Regions from separate parts of the Rattus norvegicus genome. Here region 2 is linked to region 1. Evidence: chromatin contacts called from public Hi-C data. All regions are on one chromosome and are shown on one strand. Each heading gives the region's core, a stretch centred on a gene start, on an enhancer-like site or on the middle of the called end of the contact. The rest is flanking DNA. Distances are from core to core; before and after follow the strand shown.

Region 1 (5,205 bases), core at 1,802-4,301:
CCCAACCTGAGGAGATTGGCTGCTTCCAGCCTCAGAAGTGAGTGGCAGAGATGAATAGGGAATCTATCCATTTGAGCCAAGTTGACTTCCCAGCTTCCCCTGCTTCCCATGGAACTGCTCAAACTCTGCTGGCCTCCACTCGCTAGCCTGCCAGTGCCGTGAGCCTTGCTGGCCTTGCCTGTATGAACTCGGTGGCTTTGCTGATGTGCTGGTCTGTGGCACGGCATTATACAGACCTGCCGGACAGAACCTCAGGATGGGCTTGGCAAACACACAGGTGTCGATAATCTGGAGGGCCGTGGTCCGTGAGGGTATCCTCACACCTCTGTGCGTGTTCACAGACCCTTGTCATGCAGCGGTCCACCCAGTGGTGGGCATGACCTTTCCTCAGGTCAGTGCAGTGGGAAAAAGGAAGGGCTCCAAGCCTTTGGTATGACTGGCCATTCCTTCCCCATGAGAGCTCCAACAGCTATGTCTCCTTCACAGACACCCTAAGGTTCTTCCTCTATTTCAGAACTCCAAAGTCCTGGCCAAGAAAGAACTGGCTTATGTCCCCATCATTGGCTGGATGTGGTACTTTGTGGAAATGATCTTCTGCACACGCAAGTGGGAGCAAGATCGGCAGACGGTTGCCAAGAGCCTGCTGCACCTCCGGGACTACCCAGAGAAGTATCTGGTATGTAGGCAAAGGAGCAGTGTGCTGTCTGGCTCCTGTGGCATCATGTGTGGCTACCACACATAGGAGTCACTTCGGACTGAGTGTGACCTGGAATTACATGAGACCTGAGGGATTTGTGGGGCACGAGGACACTATGGGGACTGACCTGGAGTCAAGTGTGACTATGAACATCTTTGGGACTGTGGCCTCCAGTTGAGCTTGGGGTTGCGTGACCGTGGAATCCCCCTGTGTGACCAGCATCCTTTGCTTTTCAGTTTCTGATCCACTGTGAGGGCACACGGTTCACAGAGAAGAAACACCAAATCAGCATGCAGGTAGCCCAAGCCAAGGGGCTGCCCAGCCTCAAGCATCACCTGCTGCCACGCACCAAGGGCTTTGCTATCACTGTGAAGTGCTTGCGAGATGTTGGTAAGGATGCTGGCTAAATGGGGGATCTTTGAAGCTAGGTGGAACCTGGGACGAGAGGCAGGGCACTTCATATTTCTAAATCCCAGTAAATACTCCCCTCTGCTGGTCAGTGGCAGCACTGCGCTGTGCGTGCAGAAAGTGCAGGATCCTTGGAGGACAGAAGATCGCCTGGTCATGGAGCTGCAATCTTTGAGGCCCTCTCTTGCTTATTTATTGCTGATAACCACCTGCAGATGATCTGATCTGTACAGACCCATGAGTCTGGAGCCTCAAGCCAGTGTAGCTACCAACAGAAGGCAGCGACTTCCCCCGTTTTCTTTTTACCCTTCCTCTTCAGTTAAAAACATATTTGTTTTCCTATGTAACCCCTTTCTCTCACATCCCTACTCCCTGGCCCTTCAGCTCCAAAGGAGGCTTGACGTCTTACCTGAGCTGGATAGGACTTGACACTGCTTCAAGTGTGAGGCACCACAGAGCCAGGCAGGCCTTCCTAGAACTTCATGTCCTAGACCTGCCAAGAGAACGCTTTGTCCTGAAGGAAAAAGTGGGCCAAGCAGGCCCTGCTGTATTGCCAGAGGCAGGTCAGGTGTGGCTTCTGGCTCCATGCTGCTAGCTTCTATAGCCTTGTCTTTATCTCTTGTGAGGGGGGATTTATCCAGGGCGCCAAGGATATCAACAGGTTAAATATCTTCTGGGACAGTTGCCCACCTTAGGCATCAATGCCCACCAATAACAGGGAAAGTGGTTGGGTCTTTAAGGACAATGCCTCTAGACACTTCTGCAAGCCAGCATGAGGACCCTCTCCCATAGGGAAAGATAGTGGACCTACAGACCTGTAGTGGGGTTAGGCATTAAGGAAAGAAATGGATGGCGATTTTATCACATTTGAATCCTTGTTCTTCATATTCCAAGTGATCCAGGGACGGTATACAATTTCTGTGATTTCCCCCACTACTTTTACTAACACTAACTGTAGACGTGTAAAGCTGCCCAGCTACGGTCAAGATCAGTGTTAGTGCAGTGGGCTCTGCCTGCACGTGTGACTGGCACCTGTCTCTTCAGCCCTGTGTGATGATGGCATCATAAGCCCACTCTCCAGAAGATCTAGGTTTGGAAGACTGCGTGATGCAGCTAAGCAAACTGCCCACTGCTGGGAAAAGGCGGCTGTGTACACATTCTATCCACTCGCTTCTCTGTCGTTAAGTCACCCATTCTTTGACCCAATAAGCATTTTTGGAGCCTGAGCCGGGTCCCAGGGCTCCCGCAGTAAGATTGGATGGAATGTGGACTATGCCGAGGAGATAACTTGGAATGTGCATATAGTTACTGTTGCTGTTTTTTTACGGGGCTCTCACTTGACCTTTCATAATAAAGACACGGAGACATCTGTATTAGTAGAAGTCTGTTAGCCCTTTTGCTGGAGGCAGAGTTATTTATCCTGACTGGACCAGACCCCAGTCACCTTATCTGGACCGGGTAGCTGTTAGCCTCCTTGTTCTGTTCCTCCCCCAGCTCCAGCCCCTAGCTCCATATTCATTAAAAGCCATTCCTCCTTCCTGATACAAAAGGCATAGTGAGAGAGGTTCCACAGCTTACTCTGAACCAATCAGCAGCGGGACTATAACACATTAGCATAGGGGGCGAGGTCTCATAGTTTACTTTAAACCAATCAGCAGTAGAATTACAACACACATTAGCATAGGGGGCGAGGTCTCATAGTTTACTTTAAACCAATCAGCAGTAGAATTACAATATACATTAGCATAGGGGGCGAGGTCTCATAGTTTACTTTAAACCAATCAGCAGTAGAATTACAACACACATTAGCATAGGGGGCGAGGTCTCATAGTTTACTTTAAACCAATCAGCAGTAGAATTACAACACACATTAGCATAGAGGGAGAGGTCTCAGTTTACTCTAAGCCAATCAGCATCAGGGTTACACCACATATTAGCATAGTGGGAGAGGGTCACAGCTTACTCACTCAACCAATCAGCAGCAGGGTTACATCACAAATTAGCATAGTAGGCAAGGTTCCACAGTTTACTGACTCTGAACCAATCAGCATCAGGGTTACACTACACATTAGCATAGAGGGTGAAGTCTCATAGTTTACTCACTCTGAACCAATCAGTACAGTAGCAGGATTACACCCTGCTTACTGTTGCCTTATGGCCTTGTGGAGGGCGTGAGGGTAGGTTACCCCAAGGAGTTACCATTGAATAGAACCATTAACTCGACTGCACTACCTTTTCCTTCCATGATTTAGATGTAACACCCTGGCTTTGTGGCTGCTTCATTTTGGGAGGGCACAAAATGCTCATAAGAAGGGTTACACTGGGGCTGCAGAGATGGCTTAGCCGATAGCTTACTGCACTTGGAGAAGACTGGAATTCTGTTCGCACCACTATTATCTGGTGGCCCACAACTGCCTGTAAATCCAGCAACAGGGGGTGCGATGCTCTATTCTGGCCTCATGTGCACCCACATAGACATGCATCCACATAGTTAGAAAGTCTTTTATAAAAGAGAAAACGGCATTTGATAAATTTATAAATGATGGCTGTTCTGTCACAGACACATCCTTGAATGAGCCTAGATCATCTTCTACCCGTATTTGTTCAAATATTGGTATTTGCAACTACAACAGGACCTGCCGACTAGAAAGATTAACGTCCTTATCAGTATAGATCTGACAGTCATCACGGTTTTAAAGCCCACATGACCACGGGGGTTACTCTGTTCCCAGGACTTGCTTACAGTTGACTTTCTGATTACACATGTTCAATGTAGAGCAGGTGAGCAGTCTAGAAAAACCCAAGGAAGAGGTCTCTATCGTGCGTGTCATTGGTAGACAGGTTACGGTGTGAGCATGTCGTCCAGTGTGTGTGACTACCAAGCGGAACCGGCCTCACCTGCTCTATACTGCCTTGTCTGTCTTGTCTTATAGTCCCAGCCGTATATGACTGTACACTCAATTTCAGAAACAATGAAAACCCAACACTGCTGGGAGTCTTAAATGGAAAGAAATATCACGCTGACTGCTACGTTAGGTGAGTTGGCCCTGCTTCCCTCCTAGAAAAGGGGGGGCTTGTTTCTAAGTGCCAAATTGCAAGGAGTCCAACTTCCAGAAACGTCTGCTTAGCATCTCTCGCGAAGTCTGCTTCCCATCGAACTTCTCTCCAGTCTTTTATCTATGTTACGAACTCAAGAGGCACATCTACTGCACACCCCGGGGAGGAGGCCTTCCCTCCCAGTTCCTATGGATCTGTTAACTGGCTCGGTTCGGCTTGCACCTCTCACAGACCTCTGGGTGGACAGACAGGAGCCCAAGACTCACTGTCAGCCATTCTTGATGGACACATTTCCTACGAAGATGGATCTGCTCTTTGCAAAGAGAAACCAATTTTTTCTTTCTTTTCATCATCTTCATCATCATTTTTTATTTCGGCCTGCTTATTGGCTTACATAATGTGCCTAACTCTTGATCTCCAGAATGTCACCAAGACTAGTGGAATGACAAGGGGAAGGTGAAGCAGACAGGAAGCCGCAGGCCATTTGCACTAAAACCCAGTCTGAGTTGGGTCAGGTGGCACTGGCCCCCTATGCCGTAGTCATTTTGAAGGCCATCCAAGAGCCCCTGAAACATCCACATACAAGCAGAGCTCCCTGGACCCCTTCCGGTAACAAATCCCAGCACACCATGATGAAAACCCAATGGCCAAGCACTGCCACACCACTCAAAATGTTTAAAGATACAAACATGTTTGTGGACTGACAGTTTGTGTTAACTTCCTGGAAATGCTTCCAGCTTTCCACGAAATGAGGAAGCACCAGAGATCGAGTGGGTCCTTCGACACCTGGAGTTCAAGAGCTCCACTCAGCTGGATTCTGGTAGGGTGCAAGACCGTTTGACCTCTACAAGGGTTGGGGGTGGGGATTTGTTTTTTAGTAACTGCAGTTCTCTGGGGTATCTGTGGGAATCGCAGTAGAGTATACAGCTGACTGATCCTTTCAAGTTCACCTACTAAAGCCAACATGTGCTCATGGCCACCGTGGAAGAGTCCTTATGCTACCCAACACACCTGTTCGTGTGTAGGAATCCACTTAACATGAC
Region 2 (5,478 bases), core at 2,468-4,967, 170 kb before region 1:
TGGAAAGAGAAAAGAATGTGGGAGGAAAGGTTGGGGGCTTGAACGAAGAGCTGTCCACTGAGTGAGAGAGAAAGCTGTGGCTGTGGAGGTAGAAAATAAGGAAGATATTTGTAGGTGAACACATAGATGCTTACCCAAGCACAGTACCGGAGTGTGACAAATTTAAAAGTAATTACTTTCAATTTAATAATTAATTGATGATATAATCGAGGGGATGGGGATTTAACTCACTGGTGCAAGCACAATGCCCTGGGTTCAGTCCTCAGCTCCGGAAAAACAAAAAAAGACAAAATAACAAAAAGATAATATAATCGCATATTATAATTATATAATAATTAATACTTAATGGTAAATAATTTTAAATTAATTTAAATATTAAAATAATTTTAAAAGTAGGAAATCTAGAAAAATATAGGGAAAAACTGATCAACTACCAAGCTGCTCTTAGTGCCTCTTCCTCAAGGAGATCACAGTGCCCCTCCCCTTTGTGTCAGTCTCCATGGGTACTGGGGAGAACTGTGGATCTCAGTAGTAAAGGCCGGTCATGAGTCTCTCCAGGGAGAAAGATTTCTGAACCCAGAAATCTTCCAGAACCTCTTCCAGAACCTACCCTGTCTCTCCCAGCGAGTTATGTACTTGACCCTGATGAATTGGGCGTTGACCGCCTCAGGGGCAGGCTCTCCTGTGGTTTAGGCTCTGAAGGGTTGTGGAGGACGTGCCTGTGTGAGCCCCTTTGTGTGCCACCAGCCTCCGACTTCCACCGCCGGCTTTAATTCTGCTGTGCAGCTCGCCCCTGGCAATGGTGGCAATTTTCCTCTGGCAGACTGCCTCAGGTCCAGGTTTCCTGGCTGCGTTTTGTGTTCCACACTCTCACACCTACCCCACTTGGACCTGCTGTATACACTTGCTTTCCAGCGGCCCAGGCTGGTCCTGTGAACGGTTCGCTGAGGAAGGCAGTTACCTCTGATTAGCAGGGCAGCTGCGGCCTCCACCCCGGTGGGGCGACAGTAATAGACCTCCGGATCCACAAGAAGCTCCCTGGTATGCAGCAAATAAATGTGGCATGTCAGGAAGTTGGCACGAGCTGATTGGCCCAGTGGTGCAGCAGCTCTTGTCCTCTGTATGTCCATCTGTGCATCCGCTCACTCAGATACAACTTTTAATCTGTCTGCAAGTTTAAAATTTTTTTTACACTTGTTTAATTTCGTGTGTGTGAATGTTCTGCCTCCATATGCATTGCATGTTTGCCTGTTACTGAGGAAGCCAGAAGAAAGTGCTGTCTCCTCTGGAACTGGAATCATAGAGGGTTGTGTGTGGGTGCAGGGACTCGAACCAGGATCCTCTAGTGCTCTAAGCCATTTCTCTAGCCCCTGAGTCTTTTATGATTCTAGCAGGAGAGAATTAGACAAATTGCATGGCCATGACAGAGCAGAAATGCGTATTCCCCATGAGAAACTGAACAGAACTCCTGTCTTGGTTTTCATGCTTGTATTTCTCAAATTTTATATAATTGACGTGGTTTTGTTGTTGGTTTTTTTTTTTTTTTTTTGAGGTGAAAAATTTTGGAACTTTTTTAAATATCGATCAGTCTTGCAGCAACATCAAAAATAAGAAGTTAAGAGTTTTGATTCATTACAATTTGACTTTGCATGTATACAAGACTATTTAGTCTTTTAAACTGTTCGATGTGAATAAGTACATATAATATAAGACAAGTAACGTTTAACAGCTCCTACTCTAAAGGGGATTGCAGAGAATTTATTCTGAGTCAAATATAAGTGGCCAAGGCCAGGAACGGCACTCCTCAGTGCACTCAATGATTTGGGCTGCTGTGGAAAAGGCTGCGTGTACTTTTCTAGTCATAAAACAAAAGTACGCCATGGTGGTACACCCGAGTGATCCCAGTACTGGGGAGGTGGAGGCAGGAAGATCAGGGGTACAAGGCCAGAGTCAGCTACGTAGTGAGTTCGAAGCCAATGTAGACTATGTGAGACCCTGTCTCAAAAACAAAAGAAAGAAAAATATGTGATGATCCAATTCATTTACCGGGTACGTTGGTAGGAAAGACCATGTTGGCGGGTTATGTTGAAGTGGGAAGTCTCTGTTACCATTTTCAAATGCTATCTTACAACATGCTTAGCTCTGGGCTTGGTGGAAGTCAGTACTCTGCTAAGAATACATTCCAAAGGTTCTATCATTCGGAGTTTGAATCTACAGGGAAAAGACTGCAGACTCAATTCAAATTATAATTAAGTGAATTTATTAATTACTACCAGCCGGACCACAGCCATAGTGAGGCTTACTGTGCAGAGAGGAAGGTGGGCACAAATTCTGGAATGCCCAACTGGGTGAGACCCTGTGTCACTGGGCTCAGCTAGTAAGGAGCTGACCCACCCACTCCCTGCTGCATACCAACAAGCAGGTTTACAAAAGCTGGAACAACCGGTAATTCTCTCACACGTGGTTACATGGTATTTACAATCCTGGGGAGGGGGCTGGGAGTCAGAACTGCCAGGAACTTGCCTTTTAGAAATTTAGAATGGGTATGTAGCACAAGAAGGAGTTTTCTTTAGCCATCACAATTAAATATTCATAAAGTTGGGTCAGATACAGAGGCCAGTAATAACTGGTTATTAAGAGGACTGACGGTTGGGGATTTAGCTCAGTGGTAGAGCGCTTGCCTAGGAAGCGCAAGGCCCTGGGTTCGGTCCCCAGCTCCGAAAAAAAGAACCAAAAAAAAAAGAGGACTGACAACAGCCTAAGATCACTGTGTCTATGGATCTGCGATATTCTGTCTCTTTATCATCTAAAAAGGTTCTGGTTAGCTATTCAACCTGCATAATCTTTACCTATCAATGTGGCTTCGTTAGGGACCTTAAGTTCATATATCTATAGCCAGTCACATATTATTACGAAACTGCATAGATAGCTTAATTTTTATACCATAATATGTGAAGTTGACACCCGGATAAAGCCACCTACTTTGGGAAACAGGTCATGCTGTCTCCAAGATCCCCAGATGACAACAACTAGGGGTGGATTTAATTTGTTCAGTCTGAAGGGGTAAAGTTCCCCATCAGCTTCCTTTCTCCTTTCTCCATCTCTGCCCAGTCCAGGCCCTGGACTCATGGGATGATATTTACATTCAGCCTGGGCCCGCCTTCCTCAGCTAACCCTCTATGGAAACGCCCTTGTGTGAATACTGGGAGGTAAATCTCCTAGGGGATTCTAAAGCCGGTCGAGTTGGCCATGAAGAACAGCTACTCAAATCACTAGGCCTTAGGACCACACGTGCCTCAGACGGACTGAAGACACGCATATTAAGGTTGAAATGAATGTTAAAGTTAAGATGCGCGTCGAGTACCAGATCTTAAAACCATCCTCGTCAGCCACAGCTTCATCACTGGGCTCCGATCTCCAGGATGTGCCAGAGCTAAAGGAAGCTTGCAGTGACCTGGGGTTCAGCAATCAAGCTAGCGCTGCTCAACCCTACCTAAAAAAGCTCTCGAAAATCACAGACGTCCCTATACCCTTCAGGATGAGGACCTTAGCACACGCAGAGGTTAACAGAAACGACACCAGTGACCAGTCCTTGGCCGGTCTCACCTTGGCACCAACCACCGCCATCACGGGCGCGTCTGCTGTGCTCCCATGTCTCATGAGGTCCTATTCCAGATGGCTGCCTCTTGCTCAGCTCAAACTGAGTCCCCTCCCATTACCCAGGCACCAAGCCAAGGGCTGGAATTACAGGGATGACTCAAGCATGACCTCGGTCTGCAAGAGCTCACTTTCTGCTGGAAAAACAGAAACAGAAACATCAAGGTCCTTGCAAAAGCCGCAAACTTGCTGTAACTTAGAAATAAATACTGTTTCCTTCAGAGTGCTTCACTCACAAAGACTGGGAACTTTAACAACCAAAGGGCTAGACTATGAAATGAAATTGGGTTTGATCCTTGAAGTTAGATTCCACTCACTTTGGGTCTCAACAGGAACCCAACCTCACTGTGAAAGTGGGGGTGGGGGCTGCTAAGCCTGGGGCGTGGGGGGGGGGTGCTAAGCCTCAGCTTCTGATCATAGAGCATTTCTTACTTCACCTCTGCTGACAGGGGACAGACCCCAGCAGGGCTTGGCTCTCAAGCCCAGTACCTAACACTGGAACTTGCTAGTGAGCATCTGTGAAGGTTGGCAGCGGTCAGGTCTACAGGGTCATTGCATTTAGTTACCACCAACGCTACGGAGTAGCCCTGGAGATATATATATATATATATATATATTTGGGGCAACATTTTGAGATACCGTTCCAGATCACAACACTTTTATACGAAGAATAAAAATGTGACCAGTTCTTCCTCTACATGGGTTAGCCAGTTCTAGAAGTAAGCGGAAAGTGTGAGGGTGTCTGACTGACTAGGCAGGTGCAGAATGAAGCACCCGTCTCCCACCAGCCATTCTGGAGTCCCTTCTCCAGCTGAGGATGTCCTAGTCGGTTTTCAACAGGATTAGATGTTCAACATATGAATTTGGGGGCATGGGGAAGGCAGCCGCCCCACAGCAGGCGGCTAAGAGTCGAAGATGATCGAGTCCTTGATAACATGAACTCGGCAGCAAAGGTGTCATGGCGTCCAACATTAGAGGCCCTGAAGGAGCTGAAGTTATCAGCCAATGACACACGCCACGTGCTCCCTGTAAGGAGCATGTGCAAATGAACCCCGAGCCCTCAGCACCCCATGGTTTACATTCCCATCCAAGAGGACTCAGAGAGAATGAGGAGTCCTTGCATCTGAGTGGATTTGAACCCAGGCAGCTGCTCTAAGAGCCCACAGTCCTAATTTCTGCTGTCACCAACTCATGAAAGTGGGCCTTTCTCTCATCCCTTTGCTCTCTCTCTCATGCCTTCTGGGATAGCAGCCATTTTCCAGGGTCAAGAAGGAAGCAGAGGAAGAGGCAGGAGGGAGTTGAGACGTGATGACCGTAGAACCGCAGACTCCACACTCACATAACCGTGCCTGGCCGCCATCAGTGCCTCTGGGGCTCAGAGACAAACACTAACGTGTTCACTGCACGCTCGACAAAGGGTCTGTGGAGAGGTCCACGAAAATGTTTATCACTTGCCTACAGATTAACCACTTGCTACATATTATTTATTACAATCACATAAAATCCTCAGAACAGAGGGCTCTATGCTAGAAAATTGAGTAATCTTCTCTGCCATCTTTCTTAGCTCACAAGCATACGCCATGTGCCAAAACCACAGTGCCCAGGCATGCCCAGTGGCTGTCCGGCACTTGTCAAACAAGTTAACATTGGAGCTTGCCTGAAGGCACGTTCATCTTTGAGAGGTGTCGACACCAGCACTTCAAGGAATGCAGACGTCAATCCCAATAAATAATAGAGTCTCAAATCTGAGCTTCCTTTGTCTCTATCAATCCAGGCGTACCGGGTGGATCAAAGAGCTGCTGAGCAAGCACGGTGGGAGGA

The links. A called contact is a pair of places that touch in the nucleus more often than the background predicts.
Region 2: a Hi-C map of kidney shows a contact between it and region 1, with 4 times the contacts expected there. The contact joins two enhancer-like sites. A contact is called at or near these places in 11 of 12 Hi-C or Micro-C datasets (the A7r5 cell line, the Rat2 cell line, frontal cortex and 6 more) and 1 of 1 datasets of contacts at active chromatin or transcription factors (oligodendrocytes).

Annotation. Positions count from the first base shown.
Region 1 is chr1:51,080,522-51,085,726 of GRCr8, reverse strand. Agpat4 (1-acylglycerol-3-phosphate O-acyltransferase 4) reads left to right here. Exons shown (of 9, transcript NM_133406.2): 4 at 515-676; 5 at 934-1,087; 6 at 4,039-4,141. Among named protein-coding and RNA genes, the nearest start is that of Agpat4, 98 kb to the left of the region's middle. Within about 2 kb of position 3,051, at least 23 of the 93 cell types and tissues checked have an H3K27ac peak or open chromatin away from gene starts, as enhancers often do. A contact at or near this core is called in kidney, where this site is marked.
Region 2 is chr1:51,249,295-51,254,772 of GRCr8, reverse strand. Prkn (parkin RBR E3 ubiquitin protein ligase) reads left to right here. Exons shown (of 12, transcript NM_020093.1): 11 at 5,432-5,478. Among named protein-coding and RNA genes, the nearest start is that of Agpat4, 71 kb to the right of the region's middle. Within about 2 kb of position 3,717, at least 21 of the 93 cell types and tissues checked have an H3K27ac peak or open chromatin away from gene starts, as enhancers often do. A contact at or near this core is called in kidney, where this site is marked.